Regions from separate parts of the Mus musculus genome. Here all the other regions are linked to region 3. A link is a contact called in public HiChIP or PLAC-seq data. All regions are on one chromosome and are shown on one strand. The core of a region is the stretch at or near the end of the contact, and the rest is flanking DNA. Distances in the headings are between cores, read along the strand shown.

What was found. HiChIP or PLAC-seq counts read pairs in DNA pulled down with a chosen protein or histone mark.
Region 1: a contact with region 3 is called in an H3K4me3 HiChIP or PLAC-seq map of stem cell-derived neural progenitor cells, with 3 times the contacts expected there. The contact joins the enhancer-like site here to the promoter of Mdm4 in region 3. A contact is called at or near these places in 2 of 39 promoter capture datasets (both in embryonic stem cells), 9 of 484 Hi-C or Micro-C datasets (the N1E-115 cell line, cortical neurons, embryonic fibroblasts and 2 more), 21 of 115 datasets of contacts at active chromatin or transcription factors (the HPC-7 cell line, craniofacial prominence, embryonic basal ganglia and 12 more) and 2 of 9 other capture datasets (embryonic stem cells and pancreatic islet).
Region 2: a contact with region 3 is called in an H3K4me3 HiChIP or PLAC-seq map of embryonic forebrain, with 4 times the contacts expected there. The contact joins the promoter of Nfasc here to the promoter of Mdm4 in region 3. A contact is called at or near these places in 5 of 39 promoter capture datasets (cranial neural crest, embryonic stem cells, neural stem cells and 1 more), 8 of 484 Hi-C or Micro-C datasets (the N1E-115 cell line, cortical neurons, embryonic fibroblasts and 2 more), 16 of 115 datasets of contacts at active chromatin or transcription factors (the HPC-7 cell line, embryonic basal ganglia, embryonic forebrain and 9 more) and 3 of 9 other capture datasets (adipose tissue, embryonic stem cells and pancreatic islet).

What each region holds. Positions count from the first base shown.
Region 1 is chr1:132,764,650-132,767,887 of GRCm38.p6, forward strand. No RefSeq gene overlaps it. Among named protein-coding and RNA genes, the nearest start is that of Gm31101, 21 kb to the right of the region's middle. Within about 2 kb of position 1,637, at least 73 of the 459 cell types and tissues checked have an H3K27ac peak or open chromatin away from gene starts, as enhancers often do. A contact at or near this core is called in the N1E-115 cell line, cortical neurons, embryonic basal ganglia and 5 more, where this site is marked.
Region 2 is chr1:132,740,351-132,743,691 of GRCm38.p6, forward strand. It overlaps Nfasc (neurofascin), which reads right to left and starts at 1,447. Exons shown (of 30, transcript NM_182716.4): 1 at 1,321-1,447.
Region 3 is chr1:133,023,900-133,027,212 of GRCm38.p6, forward strand. It overlaps Mdm4 (transformed mouse 3T3 cell double minute 4), which reads right to left and starts at 1,517. Exons shown (of 11, transcript NM_001302801.1): 1 at 1,349-1,517. It overlaps Gm41953 (a long non-coding RNA gene), which reads left to right and starts at 2,834. Exons shown (of 3, transcript XR_878532.1): 1 at 2,834-3,313. It also overlaps the pseudogene Gm29257.

The sequences.
Region 1 (3,238 bases), core at 387-2,886, 260 kb before region 3:
GAAACCCCTGTAGGCTGTAAGCAGACCTCTCTTCTCCAGTCAACGCTGGCCTTGCTGGGAAACAGTGTGAACAACTGGAGCTTACGTTTGCTTTTGTGAATTTATAAGCTTAGAGAGGCTTTCACTCTGTACTTATGAAGTGCCTGCTCTCTATTGGACACCAGTGGGTAGTCGAGTTCAAAAACAACAAACAAAACATAGATTCTGCTCTCAAGGAGTTTATGGTCTTTGGGAGAAAACGGTCACGTGAGCAAATCAATACAATGTTGTTAGCACAGTGACAAGGAGCTGGCCAGGTGTTAAGAGAAAGTAGAGGAGATTTATGCTGGCCATGGGGCCCCACCCCCCCCCAGGAGGAAAAGATTAGCTCTGTGCTCACCACCCCCACCCCTACCCATACCCCTACCACTTTCTTACTCGCCTCAGCAGAGGATCTGTGTAAGGTTAAGGGAAGGAGACTGGTTTAGTAGCTAAAGGAGCAAACGGGAAGGGGTTAGATCCTGGAGGAGCGGATGTGTGGGTTCAGACGGTGCTAGGAATGGAAGTGGCTTTGGAGCCGGCGCTGGAGGGGTGGAAATGGGAGGTCACAGGTGGGAGGTGAGCTGAAAGTCCCCCCTTCCACTACAGGAGCATTTTCCTCTCCAGCCTGGGCTGGGCGTGGTCCTGAATGGCCAGTCAGGTTTAGCCACTGCTGACGCCTCCAGGAAAAGGCCCACTGGATAGGAACTCTCTGCTGCAGGCCCAGGCCTGACCACTCCGCAGAGTCACGAGGCGTGAGCCATGACCACTCTGCAGAAAGCCTCGTGTCTCATGACTTGGCGCACTACGCCTCACCACGCCCTCAGGACCTATGAGAAGTCATGTAAAGGCTATTAGTAGATGGCCCCAGGGAGGACACTGGCCAGCCAGAAGGAAAGGGATTGACTCAGATATGTGTGAACCTTTGTTGTTGGAAGTCTGAGATATTTGCGGTCCCTTTGTTTGTTTGTTTGTTTGTTTGTTTGTTTGTTTGTTTGTTTTATGAGATAGAGTCTTACTATATAACTTCAGTTTAGCCAGAGCTGGCTTGGGTGCTAGGATTACAAATGTCCACCACCATAGTTGGCTTGATATTTGCATTTCTTGCCTTGGGGGCTTAGGTGCTGGGAATGTGGGGGGCATTGGTAGGGGGCAGAGGCAGCCATCCTTGGTTTCAGTTCCGAGAACCATCTAGAACCTTGTGACAGTGAGACTAGGAACCCTCTGCTCTACCCACCTCCTGAGGAGTCAGCTTGCAGATGGGTAGGTGGGTGAGTGGCTAAGGAATTCTTTCCATTCTCTGGTTGGTGTACAGCCAGTAGCATCGGGGCGGGGCTTCTGAAGAGCTCCCTTCAAAGGCTGATGGATTGATTGTCAGAGTGCGTGGTGGCAGCTGCCAGCGAAGCCTCCCTGCAAATGGAAACACTCAGCTCTGCAGTGAAGGGCAGGCTTCCAGGATGCTCTAAGAGGCTGAGAGCCCCCTTCTTGCTTGCAGACACAGCTCTCCTGCCCAGGAACCCCTCCTCACGTAAAAATGCGTCTTGTGCAGAGAGCCCGCCCGCTCAAAGCTCCAGGAATCCTGTAAGCCACTGCATTAGTTGCACGTCATAAATATTTATGCCCTGCTGATGTGTGTGCCGAGCACTGGGCAGGGCTACTGAGGGACAGAGGCCAGCTCAGAGAGAGGCAGGGAGAAGCAGGGTTTCAGCCCCCTTTTGCTGTTGGCATTCCAAGATGTGGTCAGTAAGCTTCCGTTCTGGCTGCTCCAGCTGCTGAGTGGCCGGCACTGGGACATGGAGTAGGAGTTCTGGACAGGTGGAAAAAGGAAGTCTGCAGCTACTTGAGCTCACGCCAAAGCCCAGTTCTGCGATTCCAGGGGCTAGAAATGGCAGCGTGGTTTATAGTTATCTGACACAGAGGCCCATGATTCCAGCCTGTGTGCCCCGTTCCAAAAAAAAAAAAAAGTGTGTCCAGAGCTTCATAGTCAAAGCAGAAGGCAAGTGCCAGCCTTCACCACAGGAGCCCATAGCAACCTTTCCCCAACCCACATAGGAGAGATTTGCCCATGTGTGGATCCACAGCCATAGACGAGTGAGCTGGGATTCAAACTCAAGCTCTTGGCTCTCAGATTTGTGCATTCCCTGACAAGCTGCCTGGTCCCATGAGCTCCACACATCACAGATATTGACAAGGCTTCAAGACCTGTCTTCCAGGCCCTTTTCTCAGACTGGATATCTGAGCGCTTTGAAGATGGTGTCGGGGGTACGGCAACCTGTGTGTGCAGAAAGGAACATCACAAGATCTGACACCCTGACTGGGAACAAGAGCTCATTTGGAGGGGTCTGAGCCAATGGACAGAGCCCTAGAGCAAAGGTCATATAATATGTGGTAGACCCTCAAGGATTGTTCTTCTAACTCTCCTGCCTACACATGGCGTTCTCTGCTCTACCCCTCACCCTGCATCTCCCTCTTGACAAGGTCTTGCTATGTAGCCAAAGCTAGCCTCAAACTCATACCCCCACAGAACAGTTTTGAGGTGAGGAAATGGTGTTTACACAGATGCCGAGTACACTGTGCTATGACCAGGTAGAATCGTCAAGTGCTGGCTTGCTCACTGCCCTCAGGGTCGCTGCTGGCTGCAGACAGGGGCAGGTAGCTCAGCTACATTCCCATTCCTCCATGCCTGCCAGCTCTCTTAAGTGAGGTCACTAGAGGGCTGGAGAGATTGTTCAGGGCTTCGGAGCCAGGCTGCTAGATGCATCCTGGAAGGGTCACCAGAGCACAAAATGTGCTGTGAGTCTAGGGACGCGGGACGTGGCATGAAGCATGGGGGCACTCATTTGTCTCAAGCAGGCTCTGCCGGCTGGTGCTTCCAGAGATCTGTGTGCATATGTTTGCCTAAGAGGATGCTTGGTTGGGCAGCTGGCAGCACTGGGTATGTTGCAATACCCACACAAACACCACAGGCAAGGAAATGGAGCACACACACTGCTATGCTAACCAAGCAGAAATAAGAGGCTCATGGGTGCCGGAGCACCAGCCAGATGACAGAAGAGACAGTGGTCAGGGACCCTTGCTTCATTTACCAATGTTGCGCAAACACCTAGGGCAGCGTCTGAGTCCACAGTAGATGTTCAGCAAACACTTGAATAAGACACAAGTATCCGTGTAGAAAACACACAGCACACTCGAATATGGAGACTTGGAAGAGAAGCTGGAA
Region 2 (3,341 bases), core at 197-2,696, 280 kb before region 3:
CACCCTCTCCTCTGGAGCTAGAGGAGGCATCTTTGTCCAGAACCACACACACACTCATACACAAAACACACATACATGTTCATACACAACATACACATTCATACACAACACACATACACACAGCATGCATAACTCAGCCAGTAAGCCAAGGGAGGAATGAAAAGTAGACCCTGGCTCAGTGAGTGAGGTGGGCTGTTGTGGGACCACAGCCTCCGTGATTCAGCACTCTGACCACTCCCAGCCATGTCGTGGGTCACACTCAGGACCATTCCTGATGCCAGAATGCTGGCTTGGAAGCTGAGGAAAAGTCTTTGCTAAGACCCCAACTCTTAGGCCCTCCAGCAAGGTTTCTCTGCCAGGCTTTTGCAGCCCAGGACTCAGGACAAGTCTCAGGAGCTTGAGGGCCATTCCCTTAGACCTGCCTCTTCTCCCAGCCTCAAGCCCTTTCTGATCCCATCTAGGAAGCAAACCTGAATAGTTCCAGGAGAGGAGAGGACCACACAGAGGCCTACAAACCCAAGTATCTCTCTTCCAAAGCTATGAACAGGCTCAAACATGCAGCAAAGGGCTTTAGAGAGGTTGAATTCACAGCAGTGAACACCTGGCCCACTGAGCCCTAGGCCTCTGTGGCAGAGTAGGACGATACAAGGGTGGGTAGACTGAGTCCAAGCCCAGTCAGCACCGGACCTACATCACCACGAAGGGCAGGCAGAGAAGGTGATGGGTAGTAGGCCGGCTAGGAACCAAGGAGAGTAGGGGAGATGTTCCAGAGGGAGTGTGCAGGATGAGGAAACAAGGAAGCCACTGTGAAGGGGTTGGGACTGGGTGTGAAGATGGGGACCGGGGAGGATAAACTGGAAGGGAGCAACCGAAGGCCAGCACTACACAGGGCCGCGGGAGGGAGGGCAAGCAGAGGGGCCACGGGTGAGGCAGGAAAACATAAGTGGAATGGGGAACTGAAAAGTGAGGTGTACAGAGAGAAAACACAGGGGCTGGCTGGTCTCCAATGGTGAGGCTGAGACAGCGAGGAAAGAGAGAGAGAGCGAGGGAGAGGGATGGAATATGGGATGTTGCCAGCCGAGTCCGAAAGGGTATTAGGGTGGAGAGGGCTGAAAGCTGGAGGGAGACACTGCCAGAATCTGGTGGGTTCCGGGCAGGTGGCAGTGTAGAGAAAAAAAAGCACAGGGATGTGGATGGAGGGGGATGGGACAGGTCGGGGGATGCAGATGGACTGAGGAGAGCGGAATCAAAGGGGGTGCCGCTGGTTGGGCTTCCGAGACCGGGTTCTGTTACCCTACCGGGTACCCGCGCTCACCTTACCTCGAGGAGCTCGGGCTCCAGCCCCGGGCGCAGTCCCAGATGTCCGCTCCCGGCGCCGCCACTTCCCTCGCGTCCCCTGCAGCACCTCTCGCTGCCAGCCGCCGCATTAGGGCAGAGACTAGCCCGTGCGCGCCCCCGGGCGGCCAGCGCGTCCCCGGCGGCCTGCGTGCGCGCCCCCGAACCCCTCCCTGCGTACGAGAAGCTGGGACCAGGACCCAGCAGCTCCGACGGATGCTCAGGTGCCACAGTCCGCCCCACGCGCTAAGGATCAAGTTGCAGAACCAGAGTCTGGGAACCCTGTTTTCTCCCTTGATCTTGGATACTCCTTCAGAAGAGTGGCACTCCGTGTTGTCGTAGGACCTGGAGCCAGAACTGTTGCGGTCTGTCCTGCAAATAACCCCTTTATGAGTTCTTAGGGGCAGGAATTTGTCCACAGCTTTGGAGAGCATAGCTCCCTCCAAAAACTTCCACTGAGTTGTTCATCCGAAGCTGACAAGGGGCAAAAAACAAACAAACAAACAAACAAAAGAAAAAGCATGAGGACATTACAGGTGGGTCTTGTTTTAAAACTGTAAGAATTGTTCTGCCCGGGGGAGACTCGGGGCACTGTCCCAGACTTGAGTTAGAGTGGAAAAACCTTGAACTTGGAGACCACATATCCAAATGTTAGCCCTGCCTCGGTGACTGAGCAGGTCTGAGCATGCAAAGTGGGCTGCGTCTTAGCTGAGATCCCGCCCCCTTGGTAGACCTCAGCTAATGTGCACAGGTGGAGACCTGTACCCCCTCCCACCTTGAATGAGCCCTTAGAAGCTTCTAATTCAGCTCCCTGCCTAAAACTACAGCCCCGTAGGCACCACCACTCTGAGACTCACTCTGAGACTCCTTCTGTGATCACACCCAGGTATCACCTCTACTTAGACCTGAACCCACCTGCCAGTCTCAGCATCCCCCCCAACCCACCTCTGCCTGTGGGCTCAGGAAAAGAGACGCTGCAGATCACCCCCCTGCCCCACACATAGCCTGTGCTCAGTAAAGGCTCATCCACTCACTGACAAAATGGCCTCTCTTCAGCTAGGGGCTTCCAACCCAACAGCTGCAGATGGGAGGCAAAGAGGAGGCAGGGAGGGAGGCCAGTTTTGAAAGCCTTGAAGCAAGATTGTCAGAATCCTGGGCGATTTTTTTCAAGGTTACTACATATACAAAGCAGCAAGTCACTTAAAACCAATACTTCAGCATCACCCTGGTATTAGTCCTGAGAATGAGACTTCACCCTACCAGAACCAGATGACACTAAGGAGCCAGTCAACCCAACCAGAGGGATAGGGTCCCTGGACCCTGGTAGGTCCCAAACACCTGACAGACTCTTAGAAGACTTGGGGAAGGCACTTGAAAGCACTCAGGTCTGTGTGGAGGGCAGAGTTCCCTCACCCCCCTTTACTAAAAGCATCCAGTGGTGGCCTGGTCCCTGGAATAAAGAATTCTCCTATCCTAAGAGGCCAGCTCCCTGCATCCTGTTGTGTGGATCCCTAGAGCAGCAAGAGGCAGCTATTTTCTGGTGATGCGTGGTGACTATTGTGTCCACTCTAGAGGCACCTGCTGAGCTCCACATGTCATCCTCACTGTATCAGACCTGAAAAAGTAAACAATTGCTTACACTTTTATTGTTTTTGTAAAGATTCATTGATTTTATTTTATGTGTACGGGTATTTTAACTGCCTGTGCTGTGCACCAGGTGAATGCAGTACCCAAGGAAACCAAAACAGTGTCTCTCTCTTGCTAAACAAGCAATCCTCTTCCACAGTCTTCCAAGGAGGAATAGGGACACAGGTGGATTTGTCCGTAATTGATGGAGAATTAACTTGGGAGAGCGATTTGGCAGGATCACTGAGACTCTAAATGTCCCTGCCACCGGTTCCATTCTTAAGAATGTGATTGAAGAGATGGCTCAGAAGTTAAAAGTACTTCCTGCTCTTGCAGAGGACCAGAGTTCAGCTCCCAGCACCTCTGTCGGGAGTCTCACA
Region 3 (3,313 bases), core at 267-2,766:
CAGAGCACAGGGTCCCCAAGGAAGGAGCTAGAGAAAGGACTGAAGGAGCTGGAGGGGTTTGCAGTCCCAAAGGAGGAACAACAATATGAACTAACCAGTACCCCCAGAGCTCCCTGGGACTAAACCACAAATCAAAGAAAACACATGGTGGGACTTGTGTCTCTAGCTGTATATGTAGCAGAGAATGCCCTAGTCGGTCATTAACGGGAGGTAGGGCCTTGGTCCTGTGAAGGTTCTTTGCCCCAGTATAGGGGAATGCCAGGGCCAGGAAGCGGGAGTGGGTGGACTAGTGAGCAGAGGGAGGGAGAGAGGATAGGGGATTTTCGGAGAGGAAACTAGGAAAGGTAAATAAAGAAAATAGCTAATTAAAAAAAACGAAACAGGAGTTGTTTGTGGTCTTGACCAGTACAGTAAAAGAATACTGAAAGTAATACTTTGGACCTAAACAAACTTTTTTCCTAGCAGAAATGTATGAAGGAGGAGACTAAACTTGGATATGCAGCAACTGACAGCATTATTAAACGTTTCAAATATCTTTGACACATGTCGTGCCTGTCATTAGGTAGAGGTTCCTAATCCACAAAGACCTTTCTTGAGTAGGACAAGACAGGCATTGTTTTATCCAGATGTGTCATAATAAGAGTGGTGTCAAAATCTGGGGATGTACAAGCATCGTTGGGTGGTGTGCTAATTAAAGTTCATATTCGTGGTCCCGGTGAGGTAGAGGAGCAGGCTGTTTTGGAGGCAGGGGCAGATGACTGTGAATTTGAGGTCAGCCTAGTCTATACAGCAAGCTCCGGGTTAGCCAGGGCCGGCCACAGTGAGATTCTGTCATAATAATAATAATAATAATAATAATAATAATAATGAGATTCTGTCTCAATAATAATAACACAACATATTCGTGAAGAATATTTTTTTAATTTTTTAAATGCCCCAGGTCCGTATGAAGACCGCAAACAAGTATCTTTCACACACTAAAGCAGACAATTTGCAGCCCTAGAAATTATTTAAATCTTAAGTCACGCCAATGACACTCTCCAGGTCTCTCTCTACGACTCCTTTCCTTCAAAGTGCCTCACCCACCCCGCAAAGTGGAAGAGCAAATAAAAGATCAACCCCTTCACTTCGCTTTCAGTCTGTTAACTGTGGACTCCGTTTCACCACACTCCATTTTCCTCCACCCCGGGGTCGAAGCGCCACCCTTCCCCCACAGCCCCTTCCACGGCCCCGCGGCCCACGCCGCCCTCCGCGCCCCAGGCTCCTCCCGCCCGGTTCCTAGCTCCGAAGCCTCCGGACCTTCTGTCCGCTCCCCCGGCCCCCCGCGGGCCAGACCCCAACACCACACCTTACGGCCGCTCCATGAGTCGCTCCCCCTCCTAGCTGGGGGAGGGGTGGCAGCCGGAGACCCTAAGGCCTGCACTGCATTTTGAAACTGCGAGCAACGGCAGCACCACTTCCGGCCTCTCAAACCCAGCGTTCGCAAGAGCTTCCGGGGAGGCCGGGGGAACCATAGAGCGGACCCTGGAGGACTAGAGAGCTAGAAAGGCTGAAGAATCTACCATTGAGTACACACTAGTCCGGGAAGAGAGCCTCCGGACCTCCGAGGTCAGACAGAGATAGTTTTCTATTTTATTTTACTATTGAGTCAGGGATTCTCTGTGTAGCTCTAGCTGTCCTGGAATTCACTATGTAAACCAGACTGCCTCCCGAGTGCTGAGATTTAAGGCTTGCCACAGCATACCTTGCTTGCATAAAGAGGTTTTGAAAGAAAATAGAGGCTGGTCGTGGTGGCGCACGCTTTTGATCCCAGCACTTGGGAGGCAGAGGCAGGCGGATTTCTGAGTTCGAGGCCAGCCTGGTCTACAAAGTGAGTTCCAGGACAGCCAGAGCTATACAGAGAAACCCTGTCTCGATCGAAAAAAAGCGCCGCAAGACCGGGGGGGGGGGGGGGGGGGGTTAAGCGAAAACCCTGCCACAAGAAGCGAAAGTATGAGCTGGGACGGCCCGCTGCCAACACGAAGATTGGCCCTCGCCGCATACACACAGTCCAAATTCGAGGAGGCAATAAGAAGTACCGTGCCCTGAGATTGGATGTGGGGAACTTTTCCTGGGGCGCTGAGTGTTGTACTCGCAAAACAAGGATCATTGATGTTGTCTACAATGCATCCAACAACGAGCTTGTCCGCACCAAGACCCTAGTGAAGAACTGCATCGTGCTTATTGACAGCACGCTGTACCGACAGTGGTACGAGTCCCACTATGCACTGCCCCTGGGCCGCAAGAAGGGGGCCAAGCTGACTCCTGAGGAGGAAGAGATTTTAAACAAAAAACGATCAAAGAAAATTCAAAAGAAATATGAGGAAAGGAAAAAGAATGCCAAAATCAGCAGCCTCCTGGAGGAGCAGCTCCAGCAGGGCAAGCTTCTCGCCTGTATTGCCTCACGACCAGGCCAGTGTGGCAGAGCAGACGGCTATGTGCTCGAAGGCAAGGAGCTGGAGTTCTATCTGCGGAAGATCAAAGCCCGGAAAGGCAAATGAGCCTCATGCGTAGTGTAATAAAGGTGTCTGCTGTTCTATTAAAAAAAAAAAAAAAAAAAAAGACAACTTCCATATCCCATCTCTAGTCTTCTCATTTCCCTACAAGCTAACCCTTCCTGATCCTTTGACTACTTTTCTTTTTTTTGACATGTCAATGAGCCAGCTTACTCCCTGGTCGTTATTTTCTGGACAAGAATTTGTGTTAAGATGTGGATCCCAGAAAGAGATGTTTTTTGAGACAGGGTGTAGCCCTGGCTGTCTTGGAACTCACTTTGTAGACCAGGCTGGCCTTGAACTCAGAAATCTGCCTGCCTCTGCCTCCGGAGTGCTGGGATTATTAAAAGGCGTGCGCCACCACACCCGGCTACAGATGCATTCTTATACAAAGAAAATGGGACCTGATCTCCCGTACACACATTGTATGCTCCCTACTATATTTTGGTTGGGCGAATTATTTAGTTGGGCTTTTTGGAGGATCATACAAATTCATTATTTCCAATGTAAACATTACCCGTTTTGTTTTGTTCTGTTCTAGACAAGGTCTTACTATATAGCTCTGACTATCCTGGAACTCACTATGTAGACTAGGCTGACCTGGAAACTCAAGAGATCTGCCTGCTTCTGCGTGTCTGCTGCTAGGCATAAAATCTTATTGCCTCTGCTCCCAGCTCCTGTTTATAACCTTTCCCCACTGGAAGATCCAGAGTTCCTTGAAGGAGCTGAGGTGGTGATTCTCTTTCTGAAGTTGCGGACAATGAGCTTAAAGTCAGCAG